Linked DNA regions of Mus musculus: regions 1, 3 and 4 are each linked to region 2. Evidence: chromatin contacts called from public Hi-C and HiChIP or PLAC-seq data. All regions are on one chromosome and are shown on one strand. Each heading gives the region's core, a stretch centred on a gene start, on an enhancer-like site or on the middle of the called end of the contact. The rest is flanking DNA. Distances are from core to core; before and after follow the strand shown. Region 1 has its middle 54 kb from the start of Gm34177. Region 2 has its middle 43 kb from the start of Gm33973. Region 3 has its middle 140 kb from the start of Dusp10. Region 4 overlaps Dusp10 (dual specificity phosphatase 10).

What was found. A called contact is a pair of places that touch in the nucleus more often than the background predicts. HiChIP or PLAC-seq counts read pairs in DNA pulled down with a chosen protein or histone mark.
Region 1: a Hi-C map of bone marrow-derived macrophages shows a contact between it and region 2, with 13 read pairs. The contact joins two enhancer-like sites. A contact is called at or near these places in 2 of 15 datasets of contacts at CTCF or cohesin (large pre-B cells and pro-B cells), 1 of 484 Hi-C or Micro-C datasets (bone marrow-derived macrophages) and 1 of 115 datasets of contacts at active chromatin or transcription factors (differentiating embryonic stem cells).
Region 3: a Hi-C map of bone marrow-derived macrophages shows a contact between it and region 2, with 19 read pairs. The contact joins two enhancer-like sites. A contact is called at or near these places in 2 of 484 Hi-C or Micro-C datasets (bone marrow-derived macrophages and nephron progenitors) and 1 of 115 datasets of contacts at active chromatin or transcription factors (cardiomyocytes).
Region 4: an H3K4me3 HiChIP or PLAC-seq map of bone marrow-derived macrophages shows a contact between it and region 2, with 11 times the contacts expected there. The contact joins two enhancer-like sites. A contact is called at or near these places in 3 of 115 datasets of contacts at active chromatin or transcription factors (astrocytes, bone marrow-derived macrophages and embryonic stem cells).

Annotation. Positions count from the first base shown.
Region 1 is chr1:184,273,562-184,276,261 of GRCm38.p6, forward strand. No RefSeq gene overlaps it. Among named protein-coding and RNA genes, the nearest start is that of Gm34177, 54 kb to the right of the region's middle. Within about 2 kb of position 1,305, at least 27 of the 459 cell types and tissues checked have an H3K27ac peak or open chromatin away from gene starts, as enhancers often do. A contact at or near this core is called in bone marrow-derived macrophages, where this site is marked.
Region 2 is chr1:183,509,331-183,512,030 of GRCm38.p6, forward strand. No RefSeq gene overlaps it. Among named protein-coding and RNA genes, the nearest start is that of Gm33973, 43 kb to the right of the region's middle. Within about 2 kb of position 1,336, at least 47 of the 459 cell types and tissues checked have an H3K27ac peak or open chromatin away from gene starts, as enhancers often do. A contact at or near this core is called in bone marrow-derived macrophages, where this site is marked.
Region 3 is chr1:184,172,544-184,175,243 of GRCm38.p6, forward strand. No RefSeq gene overlaps it. Among named protein-coding and RNA genes, the nearest start is that of Dusp10, 140 kb to the left of the region's middle. Within about 2 kb of position 1,393, at least 15 of the 459 cell types and tissues checked have an H3K27ac peak or open chromatin away from gene starts, as enhancers often do. A contact at or near this core is called in bone marrow-derived macrophages, where this site is marked.
Region 4 is chr1:184,065,882-184,068,581 of GRCm38.p6, forward strand. The region is part of intron 2 of Dusp10 (dual specificity phosphatase 10); the gene reads left to right. Among named protein-coding and RNA genes, the nearest start is that of Dusp10, 33 kb to the left of the region's middle. Within about 2 kb of position 1,265, at least 125 of the 459 cell types and tissues checked have an H3K27ac peak or open chromatin away from gene starts, as enhancers often do. A contact at or near this core is called in bone marrow-derived macrophages, where this site is marked.

The DNA.
Region 1 (2,700 bases), core at 55-2,554, 760 kb after region 2:
CAGCAACAAACCCTTTAAGCCACATCTCAGCCAGCAGCGGATGTTACGAGTCTTTGTGAGCTGTTATTTTAGTAGATTTGTGCGAAGCGACACTTTCTACTGCTTTAATTTTGAGTTCTGTGCTCTACAGACTTTTATCATTTTTCTGCTTTCAGAGTCACCTGTAGATTTTCTCTGCCTGGTGGTTCTCTGTCAATTTAAGTCAATTTGGGTATTTTGGATATTATAGTATTTATTTATTGTAAAAATGTATTTTATTTTTAATTCTGTGTACTTGTGTGTAGGGGTGGGTGGGGATTGGGGTAAGTTTTTGTTTGGGTGCAAGTGGTAGTAGATCCCACAAGAGGTCAGCAGATCCCCTGGAGCTGGAGTCAGAGAGGTTGTGAGCTGCTTGATATAGGTACCCACAACTCATGTTCTCTTAAAGAGCTCACATCCCGCTGCTGAGCCCTCTCTTTGGACCAGTTGTCACACTGAATGCATTTGTTCCCATCTACTCTGCCTTTTCAAGGATCTCCCCAAGGTATCTATTTCATGACAATTTTATTCATTCCTATGACATTTGAAATAATTTAACTAAATAAAACAAATTATATCTGAAATGTTGGTATTCTCCTCTATGAAGTTTCAGTTTTCTAGTTTAAACTGTGCTGGCTAGTTTTATGTCAACTTGACACAAGCTAGAGTTATCTGAGAGGAGGAAAACTCAATCGAGAAAATGCCTCTGTAAGATCCAGCTCTAAGTCATTTTCTTTTTTCTGTGTAGCCCTGGCTGTCCTGGAACTCACTCTGTAGACCAGGCTGCCCTTGAACTCAGAAATCCACCTGCCTCTGCCTCCCAAGTGCTGGGATTAAAGGCATGTGCCACCACTGCCCAGCTTTTTAAATTTTTTAAAATAGATTTATTTCTTTTATTTATATGAGTGCACTGTAGCTCTCTTCAGACACACCAGAAAAGGGCATCAGATCCCATTACAGATGGCTGTGGGCCACCATATGGTTGCTGGGACTTGAACTCAGAATCTCTGGAAGAACATTCAGTGCTTTTAACCCCTAAGCCATCTCTCCAGCCCCAAGTCATTTTCTTAACTGGCAATTTACTGGGTGTGCAGGGGTGTGTGGGGTGGGGGTGGGTAGAGGAGGTGGAGCCTACATTGGTTGGTGCCATCGCTGGGCTGGTGATCCTGGGATTCTATAAGAAAGCAGGCTGAGCAGGCCAGTAAGCAGCACTTCTCCATGGCCTGGGCATCAGCTCCTGCCTCCTGGTTCCTGCCTTGTTTGAGTTCCTTTAGTGTTGAGCTGTGATGAGGAAATGAAAGTCAAATAAACCCTCTCCTCCCCGCCTTGCTGCTTGGTCGTGGTGTTTCATCATAGCAATAGAAATCCTAGCCAAGACGGCTGAGAAGGTCATTTCCGCTCTGGATTTACCTTCGGTCCCCCAAAGTCTCAAGTATGCAGCCTCAAGCCTAAAACCCAATCAGATAAAAACAAAAAACATCACAGCATAATGCTTTTTATAGAACCTCATGATTTTAGTGTTTCACCATGCAAAAAACTATATAGGGAAATAAAGAGTCATCAGCAGGGAAATGACGGAATAAATCATGGTAGTAATACTATGGGAAGGCTAGCTTGGAGAGATGTCTTGCGAAGTATTTGTGAATGAGAAAAGCAAGCTGTAGAAAATTGTGAATAAAACAATATATATGTATACTAATACATATTTGCGTCTATGAATGAGCACAGAGAAACGGAGAAGATCATGCAGTGGTTGAGATAGGAAGCCTAATGGGAGGGAGGAGGAGGATGGAGAGGAGGAGGGCAGGGAGGAGGAGGAGGGTGGAGAGGAGGAGGAGGAGGGTGGGGGAGGATGGGGAGGAAAGGACAGTGGTAATAACAGCAACAAGGAAATGATGAGCACAGGTTCAAAGTCTAAAAACTCTAAGCTGGTCCCAGTGTTTTCTTTCATCACTCTGGAGTTCATCGGTCATTTGTTTTCAGGTTGTGTCACCAGGAGACTAAACTCCGCTCCGCACTGAGCAGTGAGAGTGGAATGGAGCAGGAAGACCTTAGTTCTGGGCTCCCAGGTGTTGTGTGCATCACCTGCACTGTGAGTGCCAGGCATCCTCACCCACCTCCTGAGCCAGGCACTCCCAGGAGCATCTCTCTTGACATCTGGAGATGTGGTTCCATGTTGGGGTGACTGAGGGTGTGTTCCTCCTCTGTGGTCCATTCAGGCACTGCATGATGCTCTAAGCCTTGTATATAGCCAGTAGCAATCCACCCAGTAAATGTCCAGTGACATTATCAAATGCCCCTTAAGAGGACACAGTCATGAAGCACTCGTCTAGTCTGAATGGTTATTACACATTCCCCCTGAAGTGTGTTTGTCCGGTGTCCCCTTTGGACACTCCAGTCATTGCACTAGGAACTGGCCTCCGAGTTACGTCAGTGGCCTTATTCTTGATTAAGTGTGTGTCACCTTATCACTGTGTGAGAGGGAGATATGAGCTTGTTTTTCCGATCCTTATTGTACAAACAAGTTACGATGACTCATGGTGAGCTCAAGGAGTCTCGGCCTCAGGTGCTTGGGGGGGTGATTGCAATAAATCTTAATTATCTGGATTGTTTTGAGGCGCTGTTATGCAGTGAGGGAACAATGACTTTGAATTTTTTGAAAATGAGGGCAGTGCCGATTAG
Region 2 (2,700 bases), core at 86-2,585:
GGAATTATAAATAATAACCCCATCAAGTATCATCACACCATCAGTGTAGACACCACAGGGATTTAAAAGGCCTCGGTGATGCTTCCAGAGGGAGATTGGAAGACATGGCGCACTGGACTCCAGGTGGTCCTGATAGCACTTTCCCCTAGTGGCTGTCCTACACAACATACAATCATATTTGTTGTGCAAACTGTTCTGTCTCATCTGTCTCCCTTGTCTGAAGAAAGGCACAGAGCAGCAGACGACCCCAAGTTACTGCACACAACAAATGGCAGGGATCTTGCCACATCCAGTGTCCTTGAACTTCTGGTCCTTCGACCTTCACCTTCTAAGTGCTATCCCCACACTTGGTTTATGGGGCACTGGGCTCAAACTGAGGGGACAGTGCATGCTAGGCCAGTGCTATGCCAACTGAGCTACATCCCCAGCCCTGACTCCATAATTTTTAGTAGGAACATAAAAAAAACCACATGTAAACATTAATAATCAAATAAACCTATTTATTTGTGTGTATGTGTGGTATGCACATGAGTGTGAAGACTGAGGTTGACACGGGGGAGGGGTCTTCAGCCTCTGTTTTGAAACAGTTTTTTTTAAGGGGTATGGTCTCTCGCTGAATTCAGAGCACACCAATTTGGCTGAGATGACTGGCTACTGGCCTTCAGAGATCAGCCTGCTCTCTTTCTCACCCACCTAGTGCTGGAGCTGTAGATGCACACTGTCAAGTTTGGCTTTATCTGTAGGCACTGGGGACCTCACTTGAATCTTCCTGATTGTGCATTAGACACTTTACACCCGGAGCATCTCCGAAGTGCCCCTGATTACCTATTTTGATCGCAAAAGTGTTTTGTTTGAAACTCCTTTTCAGAAATGTAATCTGACTCGCATGGCCTATAAAACAGCCATTTTCCCCCCTAAAAACTAACCAATATAGTCATTAGCTAGAACAAAACGCACATTCCTAATTAAATATTAAGCTATCAACAAAATGGTCAAACTCTACTTGTTACCCTAGCAGTTTCTTTGAGATTTGCTCTTTCTCTATAGTCATGCACACAAATAATTCCACAGGCATGTGTTCAGTACAGAGAGAGACCCGAGCAACCGAGCCTCTGACGCCTGCAGGGACATTGCAAATATGATTCTGAGTTTGTCAAAGAGAAGCATGGGCTTTTGAGATTCAGAAGAGAGACAGGTTATGATAAATACAACCTATTAGTATCCTTTTCTAGAAAATAAATTCTATTTTGGAATTAGAGGACTGAGGTTGGAGTTTGGTCTACCTAAAAGCTGTAGATCTTAGAAGAGTCACTTAACCTCTCTGGTCCCTTGGCTGCTTCTGTATTGGAATGTGAAGCTTTAGTTGATGTAGTGCTCTTGTCTTCCGTGCCATGGTGTCCCTTGAGCTAATGCTTTAAAATGAATGAACGAGGATCCTTGGTTTTGTTTACTAGATTTCATTTGTTTTGAGACAGGGTATCACTAGGTAGCTCTGGCTGGTCTGGAATTGGTGTTTTTAATTAAACGTGCAGTTCCTTTTCTGAGTACACGATAGGAACACTGTCCTAAATATCCATATCATCTCTTCAGGCCAGCTGCATTGCGCTCCCATTTCTCATTTCCTCTTTGTGGTCTTGGGCTGGCTTGATGTTGCGTCATCAGGGGTGGAGGCAGGTCGACATTTTAAAAGCGATGCTTAACCCCGTTCCCTCCTTTACCGCACACTGTTTTCTTCAAGTCTTCTTCAAGCATTTTAGTGACTAAATCTTTCTAAGAGGAAATTCCATTCTAGCCGTGGAAAATCTTGGAACTATGTATTTTGGACATGAAGTTGGTCTCCATCAGAGGGAAATATTTAACAGCAGGAGCTCGGCTAATGGCTATTTCAGGGTTTTCTTGGGAATATGGCTATCTTCATGCTTGGTCCTTTTTCTTGGGCTCCAGTGTCTGAGATGTCACAGGCAAGAGCCACATTAAGAACATCGGCTTGGTGATTCCTGAAAGCAGTTTGATTGACTCTCTAGGGCTCAAGGATTTGTTCACAGCTTCTGTCAGTCACTGAGACAGGGCTGGATAGCTTCCATGACACAGACTAGGCGAATCTGAAAGCTTCAGTTATATCTCTCGGGAGAAATGAAAATGAAGAGGAGGAGAAAAATTCTAGAGATCTGGTGAAGACAATAGTGTTTGTGTGTGTGTGTGTGTGTGTGTGTGTGTGTGTGTGTGTGTGTGTATCCCCCAGACGTTCAGACTTCCCTTATCTACCAGCTTAATGCCAGCCATCTTTTTTAGAATGTCACTCAGGGGCCATCAATTCCTTTAGGAAGAAATTGAATTATTGGAACCTGGCAGTCCTGGGGATAACTATACTTTCCCAGAGTTTCACATTATTCATTTCCAGGAAGTAATTTTAGTTGATTGCCTTGTGGTCTTTCTGAATGAGGCATTTTAAGGAATAGGAGAAAATTGAAAGGGTTGGTGTGACCTCAAAACACATCCCTTCTGAGTGCTCCTAAGGGCAGGTCCTCTGCCAATCTGTGAGGGAAACGTGTTGGAATTTCTCTCTGCAGAGTTTTTAATGTAAGGCCAGACAACTCTCCTTCTTGGTCCATTTAGTTGGACAACTGCCTGGGACAGAAGTGTCAGATGACCTTGCAGTTGTGTGGAAGAGCCCAGCGCTGGGTCTTTAGGATTGGGTGG
Region 3 (2,700 bases), core at 143-2,642, 660 kb after region 2:
AGGGATCCTCCTTCAGTAGCCTGATGAAACTGGGATGATGGCAGGGATTATCAGAGCACAGGATACTTTTTGTAAGACTGGTTTGCCTAAAGGACAAGGGATCATAACAATTAAACATGAACTATTTGTATAGGAGTAGAAGACACCGGAATCACGTAAGAGCGACAAATTTTAGGCCACAGTGTAAATTATCCATGAAAACTTGCTCAATAATTCAGATCCACTTTTGAACTCTACTTCATTGTAATTCTGCATTTCAATTTGTTACTTACATTGTCTTGTAGTTTTTTTCTTAGTTATATAATTTTATGCTTCACCCTCCCTCCACAAATTGGATGTATAAGTCTCTTAACAGAAGTCACTACAAATTCTGCCTTGGATACTTCTGTGGGGTCTTTAGTAGATTTTTCTGGTTATGTTGGCCAATGTTGACTTCATATGTTGAATGTAGGCACATGCACTCTCTTCTCACCTCAGCAGGACCCTTCTCACACTCTGGTGGCCTCTGTGTCACACATGCCCTTCCCACAGGGAGGCAGAGCTGGCAGGCAGAGCCCTGGGAGCTATCTCTACTTCATACTGTCTCTGACCTGTGCCTCCAGACTTTCCACTCTACCTTCCAAGTCACAGTCAGTTCCTGCAGAGGGGAATCCCCCTTGCTGAATGCCAGTGGACCTGGGTGCACATTTCTGGGTGCCACATTCACTACACAACCATCTGCACACAGCACACAGGTGCTGGGAACATCTGGGATGCCTGTGGATCAAACCTGCTGGATCGTGTGCCCAATCTCGCTCATGTGCCCCCCTCATGGGGACACAACAGTGAACTAGAGCTATTTTTTACTAATAGACTGTCAAGAGGTCTACGCATATAGATCACAAGTACCCTGCTCTCTGTTCTTGCCAATACATTTGTAGAGTGATTGGAATGGAAGCAAGAGCCAAATAAAGGTTGGGGGAGGGGAAGAGACAAATGCCATGGTGTAGGTCAGGAGCTGGGACTATTTCTGAAACAAGTAACAGCTCTGGGCGTCCTCAGAATACTCTCTGTGGGTCTCATGCCTCTGTCTGCCTCTGTGGCACGGAAGAGGACAGCTACTTTTAATAACTTCTTTAGAAAACACGGGAGATAGCTCAAAGGATACTCAACTGTACAAAAAGACGTTAAAACAATTACAGAAAAACATGTATCTAACACGCAGGGGAACTGGTTTGAGGATGAGAACATTGGTTATCCATTGCATTTTTGTGATTTTTGGAATGTTATAGGAAATTGCATTTGTATCATGGCATTGAATCAAAATAAGCTTGAACTACAGAAAGATTGCTCTTGTTTTATATAAACTGAAGCATAGAAAGGAGAAGTTGCCGCTTGGGGCTACAGAGAACGCTCACAGCAGGGACAGTCAGCCCCAGCAGAGGAAGTGGTGCCGCTTTTCCTGAGATGTTTTGTTCTGTGAAAGTTTGAATGTATTTTTAATTGAATCAGAATTCGTTATTTCTCATTAAAACCTTTTTTTTCTTTGTTGGTGAAGTACTTGCCACACAGCATGAGGACCTGTGTTTCATCCTCACAACGTTGCCACATAAAAGTCCCCGAGGATGGGGAGGCATGGGGTGGCCTGCTTGTAACCTGTAGGAGTGGATAGACCCTTTCCCACTGGTCACCTTCTTCTAGCCTGCTTGTCGAGCTTCCCATCAGTGAGACCTGATCTCAAAATGGAGGTGGATGGTGCCTGAGGGAATGAGTCCAGAGGTTGTTCTCTGTTCTCTACATGCTTGGATAGCTTCACATACAGGGAAGCACACACACACACAGAGACACAGACACACAGACACACACAGACACACAGACACAGACACACACGCACAGACACACACACACAGACACACACACAGACACACACAGACACACACACAGACACAGACACACAGACACACACACAGACACATACACACACAGATACACACACACACACACACACAGACATTTATTCACAGATTGTTTTTCTCCTATGAGTGAATGGAAAAATGCAGTGTCTCTTCCTCTCCCTATCCCTGATGGTTAAGTCAGCTTGTGACGAGTTTCAAAATAGGGAAGAAAGTCTCATTAGCACAAGTGCACAATGTACTGTGTGTGTGTGTGTGTGTGTGTGTGTGTGTGTGTGTGTGTGTGTGTGTGCAGGAGAGGACCAGAGGAAGATGTTGGTGTCCTGCTCTTGGCTGTGGTTCTCAAAACACTTTACTGAAGTCAGGTATATGTAGTGTGGCCTGTATCATGCCACAGAAATCTGGGACTTTGTTAGTTGCTGTGGTATATCTTAATCTAACTGATTAAGGATAATGAAAATGAATTTTACATTTCCAGAGCATGCTAGAATCAAAAGTTTTTGTTTGATAAAACCTTCATGAATATTCCTTTGCATGAAGGAAGGAGAAGGCCAGGTTCCCCAACCCTCTCTCTGCTCCAAGTTCCTTCAGCCCTGTATTCTTTAATGCACATTTAGTTCTTGTGAATTCTGGGTATGATCCTGTAAGACATTACTAGATGTTCTCAATGATCATGTTGTCCCGTTGATAACATGCTTAGAACCACAGTAACGGAGACTGTTCTATAGTCCCTAAACAAGTTTCTTTTCAACAGCTAGCAGTTAATGAAATGTGTCTTTGAGCCACCTCAGTATTTTCCTGGAGTGTG
Region 4 (2,700 bases), core at 15-2,514, 560 kb after region 2:
GCTGTCTCTTCTGACCCTCAGTGAGAACTTCCTTGTCCAGCTGAGATTTCAGTCACATGCGGCCTTTCTCTTTCCCTCCCTACAGATAGTAGTCCACAAGGGTCTTTCCCACATGGCTCAGACATATAATAACACACATCATTTCACATAGATAGGCACACAGCACCCCATGGTAGAAGCGTTCGGTGTGTCAGTCTCGGACTCTCTCTGATCCACCCTTCCCCCATGTTTTTTCCCCCCACTAGGCAAATGGAAGGCCCCTTGCCACCTGTTAGCATTACGTCATTGGCTCCCCAGAACACAGTTGTACCCAAGGCCTTAAACAAAGTAGTTCTTCTTGTATTGTTTGCATTCAAAGAGCTGATATCATGCCAGCTGATGTCATTGTGTGTCTTTGTGTGAGTGCTATGGCAACTGGGCAGGTGGGGAGCCTCCGGCTGATGTCATTGGGGAAGGAGGGGCAGAGACTGAATTTTAAAAAGCTCTCTGCTGAGTTGTTTTGTGTCTGGGGGTGGGAGGGTGTTTTGGTATGCCTTTATTTTTTATTTTTTCAAACTAGCTGCTTTAAGACAAATTACAGCTCGAACACACTAAATAAGAACAGAGACGCCTCTTCCCCCTTCCAGCCTCTTTTGAGTTTAGCTTCCCAGTCCTTCCTCCCATCTTACATGGAAAAAAAAAGGTTGCAAGTGCCTTTTTCCTTCAGAAAGAAGGGAATTCGGTTCCCCTGGCAGGATCAGCATGGGGCTGTTTACTGGGGGCTTTGTGGAGCCCAGGAGATTGCCACACAGCTCCTCCCTGTGTCCTCTGTGGAGTTTGCCACAGTGGCAGTGGGTAGTTTTGCACTCTAGTTGTTAAGTGTTCACTGGTGACGTGGTTTTCCTCGTGTCTTGCATTTTTCTTTGTAGTTGGAAGGCTTCCTTTGGGCTAGCCACCCGGCTATAATGATTTCACCACAGAAGACAACAGCAAGGGCAGAGTGTAATTACAGAAATGAATTCAAATGAAGTCAAAGCTCTGACATGCTCTCCTAAAGACATGTTTGTCCCTTCCCGTATCTCCTTTTTGACTGGTAGACTAGACACAGGATGGCCCTCCCTACCAAGTGGACTGTGAATTGTTGCTATTCCCTTCTGAAAATATGATCTGTGCTCTGTTATACAGCTGGCTGTGTGCATCGGTTCGGGGACACACTGTGTTCAGGTCACCTGCTCTAGTGGTCAAAAATGAGACTCGTGGTTTGAAAGGATGTGGTTTCAGTTCAGAAGCTGGTGGACAAGTGAACTTCCTGTCCTGGTAGCAGAGCCTCACTCACTCTGTTCAGGCTTTGTGCTTTTAGCCTTAGGCTTTGGGACACTCAAGACCTCTGTTACTGGGAAGACATCGCTTCTAGGAACTTCCCAGGGTCTCACCCTTTTCTAGAAGACCCCACGTGTCCCACACTCCTTTGGTGACCCCTTCCCAGGTTTCCTAATGTCTCTCTCATATACGTAGTAGAATTTGAGCTCCACAATCCTTCAGGTTTGTTTGTGTATAAATATGTGTAGCATAAGTAACAAACTCTGACCCGTGCATTCCCTTAACCGTTCTTTTTTGTATGGCTAGGCATTTTTTTTCCAGAAAGTTTTAAATTAGCTCTTTTTCCTTTAGCATTAAATAGAATCATTTTCTTTGATTTTATAGTTATTCCTTTAGTGGGTACATAACATCCCATGGATGTATTTAATAGTTTTATTTTTGGTATTTACTCAGCCTTTTCTTTCTTTTTAAAAAACTTACTGTTGTTGAGTGTTTGTTTGAGGTGATTGTGTTTGTGTATGTGTGTGAGTGTGGAAGCCAGAGGCTAGCTTTGTGGAGCCAGCTCTCAGCTTCCACCATTAGACAGATGGAGTTGCGCGAACACCCCACGTAGCTGACTGCACAGCTGTGCTTGTGCGAGTTCCTTGAGTGACTCTGTACTTATACAAGGCCATGTCTGCATGCTAAATGTGGGAAAACTGGTGCGGCTTTAACCTCAAACCTTTAAGAGTTCCAAACTCAAGCCTTGAAGTTAGAGCGGAGCCTTGAGCTCGGAGTGTGCCTTGTTAGATCCATCAAAGGTCACTGTTAATGGGTTAGTGTACCCACAATCCTCTAAAAGCTAAGTACAGGAAAATGGGCCACTCTCAGATGCCACTCTCTTGGAAGTCAAGATCTACAAATGTCAAGGACATGTATGGAAGAAGTGAAAATGTAGATCCTGAGTCACTCTTCCAACCCTACGCTACATTAGCCAAGCCGCCCTCTGCGTTTTCTACCTTTGGGCAGTCGCAGAAATAAGATGAATAGAAATAGCTTGTTCTTGCATAGTGGCCATGCAAGGCTGGGGGTTGGGAATATACTAAACACTTTATCTGTGTTTATCTCCATCTCGGACTCACACTCAGAGAGACATGCTTGTGCAACTCAGGTCAGTAGTGCAAGCCGAACACTAGCCTGTGTAACCTGGCTTTTCCACAAGCCCTGCTAGTAACCGCTCTGCTACTGAGTCGACTTGTCCTTCTGTAAAGTGAGTCATAGAGGGGACATGACATGTGTGCACAGTGCCAGGAGACAAACGGAAGTCCTCTGCAGGGCGATATCATCCCTGATTTTCTCAGCTCCCAAAGTACGAGTTCTATATAGGCCAGGGACCATATGTCTGTTAGAGGCAAATCAGAT